2 separate regions of the Hordeum vulgare genome follow, and region 1 is linked to region 2. A link is a contact called in public Hi-C data. All regions are on one chromosome and are shown on one strand. Each heading gives the region's core, a stretch centred on a gene start, on an enhancer-like site or on the middle of the called end of the contact. The rest is flanking DNA. Distances are from core to core; before and after follow the strand shown. Region 1 has its middle 14 kb from the start of LOC123449238. Region 2 holds the start of LOC123449237.

The links. A called contact is a pair of places that touch in the nucleus more often than the background predicts.
Region 1: a contact with region 2 is called in a Hi-C map of leaf, with 2.0 times the contacts expected there. The contact joins the enhancer-like site here to the promoter of LOC123449237 in region 2. A contact is called at or near these places in 2 of 6 Hi-C or Micro-C datasets (leaf and seedling) and 1 of 1 datasets of contacts at active chromatin or transcription factors (embryo).

The regions. Positions count from the first base shown.
Region 1 is chr4H:518,600,550-518,605,998 of MorexV3_pseudomolecules_assembly, reverse strand. No RefSeq gene overlaps it. Among protein-coding and RNA genes, the nearest start is that of LOC123449238, 14 kb to the right of the region's middle. Within about 2 kb of position 3,533, at least 3 of the 3 cell types and tissues checked have open chromatin away from gene starts, as enhancers often do. A contact at or near this core is called in leaf and seedling, where this site is marked.
Region 2 is chr4H:518,284,293-518,289,219 of MorexV3_pseudomolecules_assembly, reverse strand. It overlaps LOC123449237, which reads right to left and starts at 1,989. Exons shown (of 3, transcript XM_045126379.1): 1 at 1,576-1,989. The coding sequence starts at 1,701.

The DNA.
Region 1 (5,449 bases), core at 2,284-4,783, 320 kb before region 2:
TCTTGGTCTTCTTTCTCTCTTCTTCCTCGTTGTAGTCTAGCTCGATGGGCATGTTTCGGTGTCCTAGCTCTCGCGCCCCCACAATCATGGCTACCGCATCTTCTTCCACCTCCATAGCCACCGGTTCTTGGTCCTCATCCAGCGACACCACCACAGTGTTTGTGGTGAAGTACATTGCCGCACAATGGTCATGAGGACGTCGGTACTGTTTGTACTTGGCCCACCTTGCCCTCTGTCCAACGTCGTCGGAATCGGAATAATTCATGACCCAACGAAGTATGCCGACTCACATAGGGCCCTTCATCGGGTCGGGAATCAGTGTCTTTAACTCCTCCAACATGGCCTTCTTCACCATAGCATTTGACTCTTTGTGCAGCTCTTTCATGCCTGTGAAGTTTGAGCAAACTTCCATGGTGTTTTCAAACTTGGTGCGGTCACTGAGCGAGCACCCTAGGAAGAATGCCCTCTATCTAATGCCCCAAGGGAAGGTGTCGGGGATGGGGTTGGGGTTGGGGTTCGACTTGTTGTCGGAGTTCATGTCGATGGGTTGAAGGAAGAGTGAGAGACAGATAGGTGGAGTGGTGACCATCAGGCTGAGTAAATAAAGGGGTTCTGGGCGATAGGTTTTAATGACGATGCTACAACATTCATATTACAGATCCTGGCCGTTTGAAACTCTTTGTAATGCAGATCGACAACGAGAGTAAGGGGAAGGAGGTGGTGCCACCAAAGGAGGAAGACAAGGACAAATACACGGTGTCGCCCTCAGAGGTGACGCCCGTCCAGCACCGGAACTACGACCACTACCATGAGGTGGGAGGGCCAACCAACTTTTGGAAGGTGATCATAATCCCCCGGCTGGAGGCCATACCTATGGCGCTGGACTTCACGAAGCACTTCACGTCAGTGCCACAGGAGTTCAAACTGAAGACGGACGCCGACTGCTTCTGCAGGGTGACTGTCCGACTCTTGAATGGCAGGGTCACCCTTGATTAGGCCTGGGCCACCTTCGCCACCGTCCATTAGATCAAGATAGGCTTCATGGTGACCTTCAAGCTGCTCACTCCCGACATGGTTGAAGGTCATCGTGTTCAATGACGATGGCATTGAAGTGATGACCAGGTGCGGGAAGCACAACGACGCCTTCGCCGTGAACCCCTAGGACAGCCCTGACATGCTCTAGATGCTTTACTTTAATATTGAATTGTTATGCGTTTGAACTGATCTGTTATGTGTGACACAATTTTTATATCTGCTCTATGTTCTGGTATGTGTGTTCTTCGTGAGACCGCTGCGTGTTGGTAACCTCACCATCGTGCTCAAAAGGTTACCACACAACAGACGGTGCATGGCATCAAACAACATGCTATGTGTTTACGTGTGCATAAATGATCAACCAAACAGCATGGCTAGAGTAACACCTCATGCACCCTAAAATATGCACTCAACCAAATTAAGTACAGATGTTAGTTTTAAGCGTGTTTACCTGAACCAGATCTTCAACCTCCACGGGACAGTCGCACCAACTATGTTTACCAAACACGCCCCTCAAGTGTACGTGGACCTTACACACTTAGCAGGAGTTTTCGTAATCTGGTATCCCTCGCAGCCTGGTACTAGTAAGGTGTGTCATGTATATCAGGCTTGTTGCGGCAAGGATTGTCCCGTGAGACGTCAGCTCTTGGCTCCGTGTCAAGATAGGCTGATATACCGACCATTCGAGCATGAACTAATTCATTTTTAGAGAAAATGAGTTAATTCATCTAACCCGAGAGAAGGCACGCCCGGCCGGAAGCTAGCCAGTACATTATAGCATTATTACTCACTGCCTCCACAGTGCATTGGATTATTCGGCATCCTGGTTTGTCCGTCCTCTGCTACAGTAACGACGCACGCAGAAACAAAGGAAAGATGAGGACAGAAGTTCTGGATTTGCAGTTTTGCACGAAACACACCACAAGAGCTGTCTGTTGTTGCTGCTGTTAAATGTTAATGCACGCATCACTCATTCACTCTGATCCGCTCTATGAAGCTGACAGCTCATCGGAGATTAAGTAATGCGTGGCCGTAATCCCATAACCCTGCAATATTGCGGATACTCCGCCGTTGTGCGTATCCATGGAGGGATCCAAGGTCACTTGGAACGGAGCTCCTCCGTTGGAACGCTGGTGTTGCTGTTGGGAGGCTAAAACAAAGCAAAAAAAAGAAACCAGACTTGTTTAGAAGGGGTATAAGCAGTGGGCCAACGCCTAAACTAATCGCGCACTCGCATTGGGCTCGGGCCGAAGCGGAACCCCACATCGCCGCGCGTGCGAGCCGATGCGGCGGTGGTGGGGGTGGCCGGAGCCATCATGTGGAGCACAGAACTGAAGCGCCATCATCATGGAGTGCTAAGTATTTCCTTGGTGTCCGTCCTCGCCGCCCGAGCCAGATTAGCGGTCGTGTCCGGCCGGGGACAAAACGTCGCAGCGTATTCCGGACCGAATCATGGGCGCCGCATCATGCCTGCTCCGGACTCCACTCCACGAACCCCATCTTCCTCCCCGTTTTTTCTGCAATCACGTATAGCCTCCGTGCGTCGTCAACCCGCCTTGATCAAGGTGACGACTAGCAACTGTACGAAGGAACCTCTGCGTGGATGGATGCATGCAGGAGGCATGATCCAGCAGTTCACCAAACGCATGTACTGCCATGAGGTCCTGGCTGGCTCTCAGCGGGTACGTGCATGCCATGCGTGTTGGCTGCCTCCTGCCTGCCAGCTTGATCGATCGTCTGCGTGCCGGTGCCTGCCCTCGGTCATGCTTGAGCGTCACCTCACTCGGTACGTTTTTGGTTAATGCCCGTTAGGCGCCGCACTGTTAGTGTTAGAGCTACTAACATGATGGCGCCCCGTAGGACGTCGGCCGTGTTGCACGTCTTTTGGAGGTAAACAACCAAAGATGTGCTAGCTCGCGACCGGCCCGGGTGATGATGGAAGCATGCATGAGGCCTGAGCATGATGAGAATGAGTATATTACTAAGGGTAACATGATCTTTTTACATGTCATTTAACGACTTATAATCCACGTTTAGTTCTTGGAAAGAAATGGATAAGGACTAGAGATTTTTTAGTTGGGACTAAAAAAATCATAGGATTTTTAGAAAAAACAGGGCCTAAGCTGCCTACACTTATAAACAAACGGTACACACGTTTTCTTTACTCCAAAAGAGCATGAACGACGCTCGACCTTGACGACAGTGCAACACAAAAAGCGGCCGGGCTCCGCCTGTAGCTACAACTGCAACAGTGCAGCAGCAACCACTGCAACAGTGCAACATGGAGCGTGCGCCTCCTGAGTCCTGACCCGCACCCACCCACTGACGGAGAAGCCGGGTCCCACCACCATAGCCTCACGCTCTTCATCATGCTTCATGTGCTGCCGCTGGCTCGTGGGCCCCGCGTTCCTGAAAGACGCGACCCCTGCTGTTCCTCCGCGTCCTTTGCTTCCCGGATACGGAAAAAGATGGCTCGCACACGCTGCAGCTGCTCCGGTACCGGATCGTCCGTCGGTAACAGGCGGGACCGGGAGAGACGGGTCCAACACGTCAGTGTAACTGCTGCATGCATGCATGCCAAAGGTTAGTTAATCGGCATCATTTACGCGAGCCGTTCCCCGGATTCCCCGACATGGGCTGTACTTCAATCAGCGAAAACTTTAGGGATTTAAGCCTTTCAACAACACTGCTCCCTCGGCTTTCTTCTGTACCCACTGCTTTGTGGGCTGCAGCTATGGATGGGCCCTAGATGTATGGCAGTATATATTCAAATTATATTTTTATTTTTATTTACTCTCCCCTCATATATATATTTCTGTTGTAATTTTTCAAATTATATTTTTATTTTCATTTACTCTCCCCTCATATATATATATTTCTGTTGTAGTTTTTCAAATATATTTTTATTTTCATTTACTCTCCCCTCATATATATATTTCTGTTGTAATTTTCCAAATATATTTTTATAAATTAGGTCAAAACAGAGGGTATACTCTACACATATGTATGCATCTCCGAACCCGGAGAAAGCTTTAGGCTAACGTCTTTGCTCGTTTGGCCTTCATGTTAAATAAAACAAGAACAATCGCCTCTCCAATATACCCGGTTAGGTTGAGTGCTTAAATTCATTTGGTTTGCGGGATTCTAAAAGCTTAGGAATGAGGAGAAAACTGAATAGAACAAAAATGCATAACAATACAGATGATTGGTAACAAGAATTCTGTCAACTTGTGATGTTTGGTTCACATAAATAAAAAAATCACAAAAATCATAATAAATACGATCAAATTAAAGCCCAACCATAGGATCTAGTCATGATGATTATGCTACTAAGGATTTTAATCTCGTTATTCGTGCATAAGAAATTGAAAAGGAGACCCATGTTGAGGTTATAAATTCATATTTTTTTGGAACTAAGATCAAAGGAAAAAATGTCTACTTTTTTTTCTTTGTCCCATCCTTTAAACCAACCATATCCATCAGATATCCTATACCCAATGGGTATCCAATGGATATAGTATATAACATCTGAATTCTGAAAAAGTAGAGAACGAGGTCTAAAATTCAAGTGATGATGGGAAGAAGTAACACTAATGCGACCTCCTTTCGTGGGTGTCCTCTTGGGGGCATCAAGGAAGTAGAAGCAGCGGTTGGTGCAAGCCTCACGCGGTGGGAGGCAGCGCTTGGAATTGGGGATTGCTAGATCGAGAGTTGGCCAGGAATACGATTGTGAGGAGTCGAGATTTAACCATTTTGAGGAGTCACATACGACGTAGGAGAAGCAACGAGTAGGTTATCATGGGCGTATGAGCTACACTTGGTTTAGGGAATATGAGATTTAGGGTTGGGCCATAGGAGCTGGATGTTGACCCCACATGTCATATGAGTTATTTTCATTTATTAAAAAATAGGCATCCATTGGGTTATGGCCAAATGCATGAATATTACTACCGTAAGAAAATTTCCTATGCTTCTCCTCTACTTTTCTTTTGAACCAGGGAGGCCTGGATTCGAGGGAGTTCATAGAAATATAGGAGGATTTGAACCTTGAAGGAAATTTTCAACTCTGGTCGTTGGATTGACACAATTTTACTAAAAGCTTTCATGGGTGTTAATATATGCCCATGTACAATGAAGTGGATGGGTATGAAAGGATTTTATGGGTATGGGTTTTGGTAGAAGGAGGTTGTACCCGCACATACTCTATCCATTGCCATCCCTAAAAGTTTCTATCGATTAGGTGAAAGTGCATTGTTTCCCTTAATATTTTTGACATTTATGACAACTTATTCTCTGTCTCTAACCACATGCCCTAGTGTAAACAACACCGTCTAATTTGAAGAGAAGCATGGATGGTTATTTCCCTCTACTCGGAAAATAGAAAAGGTGAAGTGCCATACATACTTTTATTTTA
Region 2 (4,927 bases), core at 740-3,239:
TTAATCGATGAAACTAATATCAACTATTCCTCAAAACAAGATTGTTGATATCAACTATTCCATAAAACAAGATCAATCAATAAAAATTAAGTGGTATGTTAGCATCTAGTGTTTTAGATGATCCTGCATGTTAGATGAGCTTATCGAGAATATTAATGACAACGATGCTTGCAGTTTTATTGTCTAGCTCTACTTTGTCATGCTGAAGCAGCAGCTGGATGGGGTGGTATCAGACCAGTAACAAACCACATCTAGATAATAAAGCTTACCAAATATTCAAGGCACTGGTTCTAGCTTTACCCTACTTATTATTCATTTCCATTTCGGCATTTCAGCCCAATTTGAATCATCATTGGAATATGAATCCAGCAATCAGCAATTACCTTCTATGGTAATTCAAATTTGTAATTCATTTATAGTCCTCCATCAATTCGTCATTGTACACCATCTGCACAGGCAGTGGAGCCTACTGTTCCCATAGTCCTGATACGGCAATAGCATCGGCCTCTCGCAGGGAATTAGATAAGGCATATATGATTGTACTTGTGCGCAGAATTTTCACATGATAAGGCCTCAAGCAGCATTACCTGGTCACATGTATCCATTTCCTTTTTCCTTTCTGCAATATTATACATTCCAAATTTGCGCAACATTTGTGTCGAATTCCAAGTCTTATTTACCGTGTCCAATCATTTCCTTTTCTTTTTTGCAATATTATACATCCCAAATTTGCGCCAGATTCCGACATCTGTGTCGAAATCCAAGTGTTATTCGCCGTGTCCAACAAAAAAACATGAAATCAGACACCTGAATCCGAATTGGATTCGGACACCCGTGCCCATGTCTGAGTCCAAAATTACGTAGATTGGAGGCCGACGTTTTCTTGGATTGTGTGGATTTTGGAAGAAGTTCCCATGTGAGATTCCACATTAGTTCCTCCCTTTCCCTCTGCACACGGGATGGAATCTTCCTTCAAATCCAACACAACCGAGGTTGAGTTATGTGGCAAGTTACCTTTATAGGTGTGTGTTTTAACCTTAAAAACATGTACTGGTAATCCCTATCACCGATGCTGCAACTAAGGTTAAAGATCAGGCGACACATATAGAAAAATCCATGGTTGATGCACATCAACCAAACCAGTGCAATGCAGAACGAGCACTACTCTTTAGACACTCACATCTAATCTGAACATATAGGCGTTAATGAATCAGATGATAGTGCTCCACGGAAGAATTCCATATCAAATGCAGTACTTCCAATACCAACAGTGTCCTGGAAAAGATGAGCACGAGAAACCTAGTAAACACAGAATCGATTCAGCTCTCATGTATGCTTCAATTAAAAGAGACCCTTAGGGGCAAATTCTACTAAGGTGTCACAATGAATAAAGCCAATGCAGAGCAAGTTCTAGTCTCTTGGCCATGCCCCATGCACTCGGATGTCAGATCTACTACTAAAACCATAAAATTTAACCCATTTGGAAACGAAGGAGTAACAGCAGCGCAATTGCACAGATACCAAGGTAAAGGTAAACGGATTTGGGGGAGATTAGGCGGTTTTGGGGGTGCTCACGTTGTCCTTGACCTTGCGGACAATGGCGCGGCGGAGGGCGTCGAAATCGCCGTCATCCTTGAGGCGCCCCACCACCTCCGCAGCAGTCGGCTGCCGCCGTCTGCTGAAGCTGCCGAGATCGGCCATCGGGGCTGGGAGAGAGGGGCAGCGGCTCCAAACCCCTAACCCTAGCGAAAGAGAACTCTGGGTTGTATAAAGATCGGAATTCGCGGGAGCACTTGTTCAGGGGGCTGCTGCCTGCCGTAGGCGGAGACGCGCGCCGGTGGAGTGGTGGCGCCTAGGGTTAGGTCGTCGCCATGGGTCGGTGTAGCTGCGAGGAGGAGAGGACGGAGGAGCTGCGCGAAACGGTAAGTGAGTGGCAGCGGCGAGTAATTACTATGCAACTGCGGTTCGCTACGATCCGGCCGTGTTCTCCTCGGTTCATACTTCATACTCCTATATATGGAGTATATCACTAGTCTCCCTATGATTGGACGCCTTACACTCAATTAAAGTCTCTAATTAAAATTTAATCATTCAATTTTAACCGAATCAATAATTTCTCAACAAGCTTTTCTACTTATTTTTTTTAATTCGCTATGCTCCTTAATTTTGAAGCTTTTTATTCGATTGAGGTGTTCAATTTGAGATTAGGTTCATGATTTCAACTTGATCAATAATTTTTAAAATTAAACAATAGCAAACGACTTATAATAATACATTAATTCTGTGCATCTCTCGTCACCTAGAAACAGTATGGTAACACCAAAATAGTACATGCAGATTGTGACATGATTTATTTTTTCGACGTAAATATCGGTTGATTAGCACATAACACAGAATCACACCATAAAAGACCCATCAAAACACTGTATTATAAATAAAATAAAAAACATAGGTCATCACCTCTCACACTAGCCAAATCAAATTCTTCCTCGAATTCAAGATATAAGGTGTATTTTTTTCTTGAGAAGTCAAATTTATTTAACTTTGACTAAGTTTGGAGTAAAAAATATTGACATCCGGAACACTAAATAAATAAAATATGCGACTTTATTTCATGATGAATTTAACGTTCGCAACTTGATATTATGAATATTAATATAGTTCTTTACAAATTTGATCCAACTTAAAGAGCTTTGACTTTTTAAAAATCTAACACCTATATTTTAAAAACAAATATGTTAATTTATTTGATAAAGACACAACAGCACCAACGGTGCAACAATGCACGTTTAATCCTTCTAGTACCGGTGAAACCTTGTACTCCACCCCTGGCGGTAGGCATGCATGTCGTAGCATTATCTAATGTAGGATTAAGTATTCGTGCTTTTTTTCTATCAATTTCAGTATGATAAACTTAAAAACACGTCCTAGATAAAATGTGCTTGGTATATCTCACTTGAGTTTTGTGTTGCATATACCATGCAATTTTCAAGTTTTTTAATCTTAACTTTTTATGGAATGGACTAACATAATCAAATATGCATTTTATATTTCATGCATGTGCCTTGAAATTGTCATTCACCTATTATAATATCAAACCTTTGGTAGTACTTTGATTATCTAAGCTCTCGTGTATATCATCTTACAACGATAGTTGATCGGACGATGTGTTCTCTTTGTTGCAGGATTGCCATCTCAAGGATTAGCCAGCTCAAAGATTCGTCGTCCATGGCATGTCCTTTTCCTCCTAGAATGCATACGCCCCTTAGATCATGATAGAGGATGACATCGACCCAAAGACTTCCAAATTTCCAAACAAGACGAAGGCATTTGCATGGCTTTTACGCACAATACAAAAGCAAATCTACGACACAAATGTATTGGGCTTAGTAGCTCATGCCAATACCTCTTCCTCATGTGTTCTCTGAAGGACTCCGAGATTAAGGGGTCCTTGGGCCGTCTGCCTATTCTCATGGGCCAGATTCCTCGGCCTGTTCGACGGCCAGTAGAAGCATCAAACTCAAGATGGACTCTTTTGAAGACTTGACGTGCAATCCAAGATGATGTACTAATCGTCATATTCCTTATCTATTGTGACCGATCTTGTGTAAATCCTAGCATCCCTGGCATCTATATAAGCCGGGGGGCATAGTTTGTAGGACACATTAAGCTCATTACGATTAGGGTTTGGACCATAACATCCGATCTCGTAGTAGATCAACTCTGTACTTTATACTACTCTATCAATAACAACAAGAGCATGACATAGGGTTTTACATTCATCAAGAGGGCCAGAACCTGGGTAAACCACCGTCTTCTTCGTCTCTTGTTACCCATCAACCCTAGATCCACAGTTCGGACCCCCTACTCGAGATTAGCAGGTTTTGACACCGACGTTGCTGCTTTCATTGAGAGCTTCATTGTGAGATCGCAAAAAGGCTCGATGGCTCCCTTGGTCACAAGCGATAACATCAAGGCCGGGGATACCTTCATCTCTGGCCAATCCTTTGCTTTTAGCAGTACCACCCCGCACGTCAAGTTGGCTCATCACCAGACTGACGGGGTCACCCTGGGTCAGGAATTTAAGTTTGGAGAGTTGGAATTCATTGACAACACCCGGGGCGACCTGATCCTCTTCGAGGTCTTGGTCTTGGTCGAAGAGCTCGAAAATTCAGAAGCCTTAACTTCGGGTCCTCTTCCCGACCTTGAGTTCGGAATAGATTCTAACCTTGATTCGGCCTCGAGCTAGGATCTGGCTATGGTGTTCGGAGGCACAAGGGTCATCCGGCCTGAACACACGTCCTACGTCGAAGCTCCAGAGTGCATCTCCGCTAGGGCTCTGAGGACCAGTCCGGCAAATCTCTCATGGTCAAATGAGACGGGGACCCGAGCCCAAACGGTGACTATTCGGACGAGCCGATCCCGATCCAGGACCTTTTCGGCCCTGGAACCAGGTGTAGGGAACTTTATTCCCCACCCATCACCCACTTAGTTGCCGGTATTGAAGATTTAACCAATCGGTTAGACTTCTATTCCGAAGAAGCCGAAGATATGGACACAACTATTCAATTGCCTAGTCCTCCCGTAACAGGACGATGGACAACCAGCTCGACGTATGACGTGTACATGATGGACACCCCCAGGGACGAGGGCGCCACGGGGAAAAGTGACGATGAAACCTTGGTTAAAAACAGGGACGACGAGAGCATCGTCGCCAGCGAAAAAACCTAAAGCTCATAAGGGCAAGGAGAGCAACGCGGGCACTCGGGATAATTCAAACCCCGAGGATACGGAAAATCCAGCCGAATCCCCAAAACCTGACGACCCCGAATACGACCCCGACCTACCAGGATACATGGATATTGAAAGCACAATTGCTCCCTAATGTGGTTTTGATAATTGATCACAGCATATGCATCATTGGACT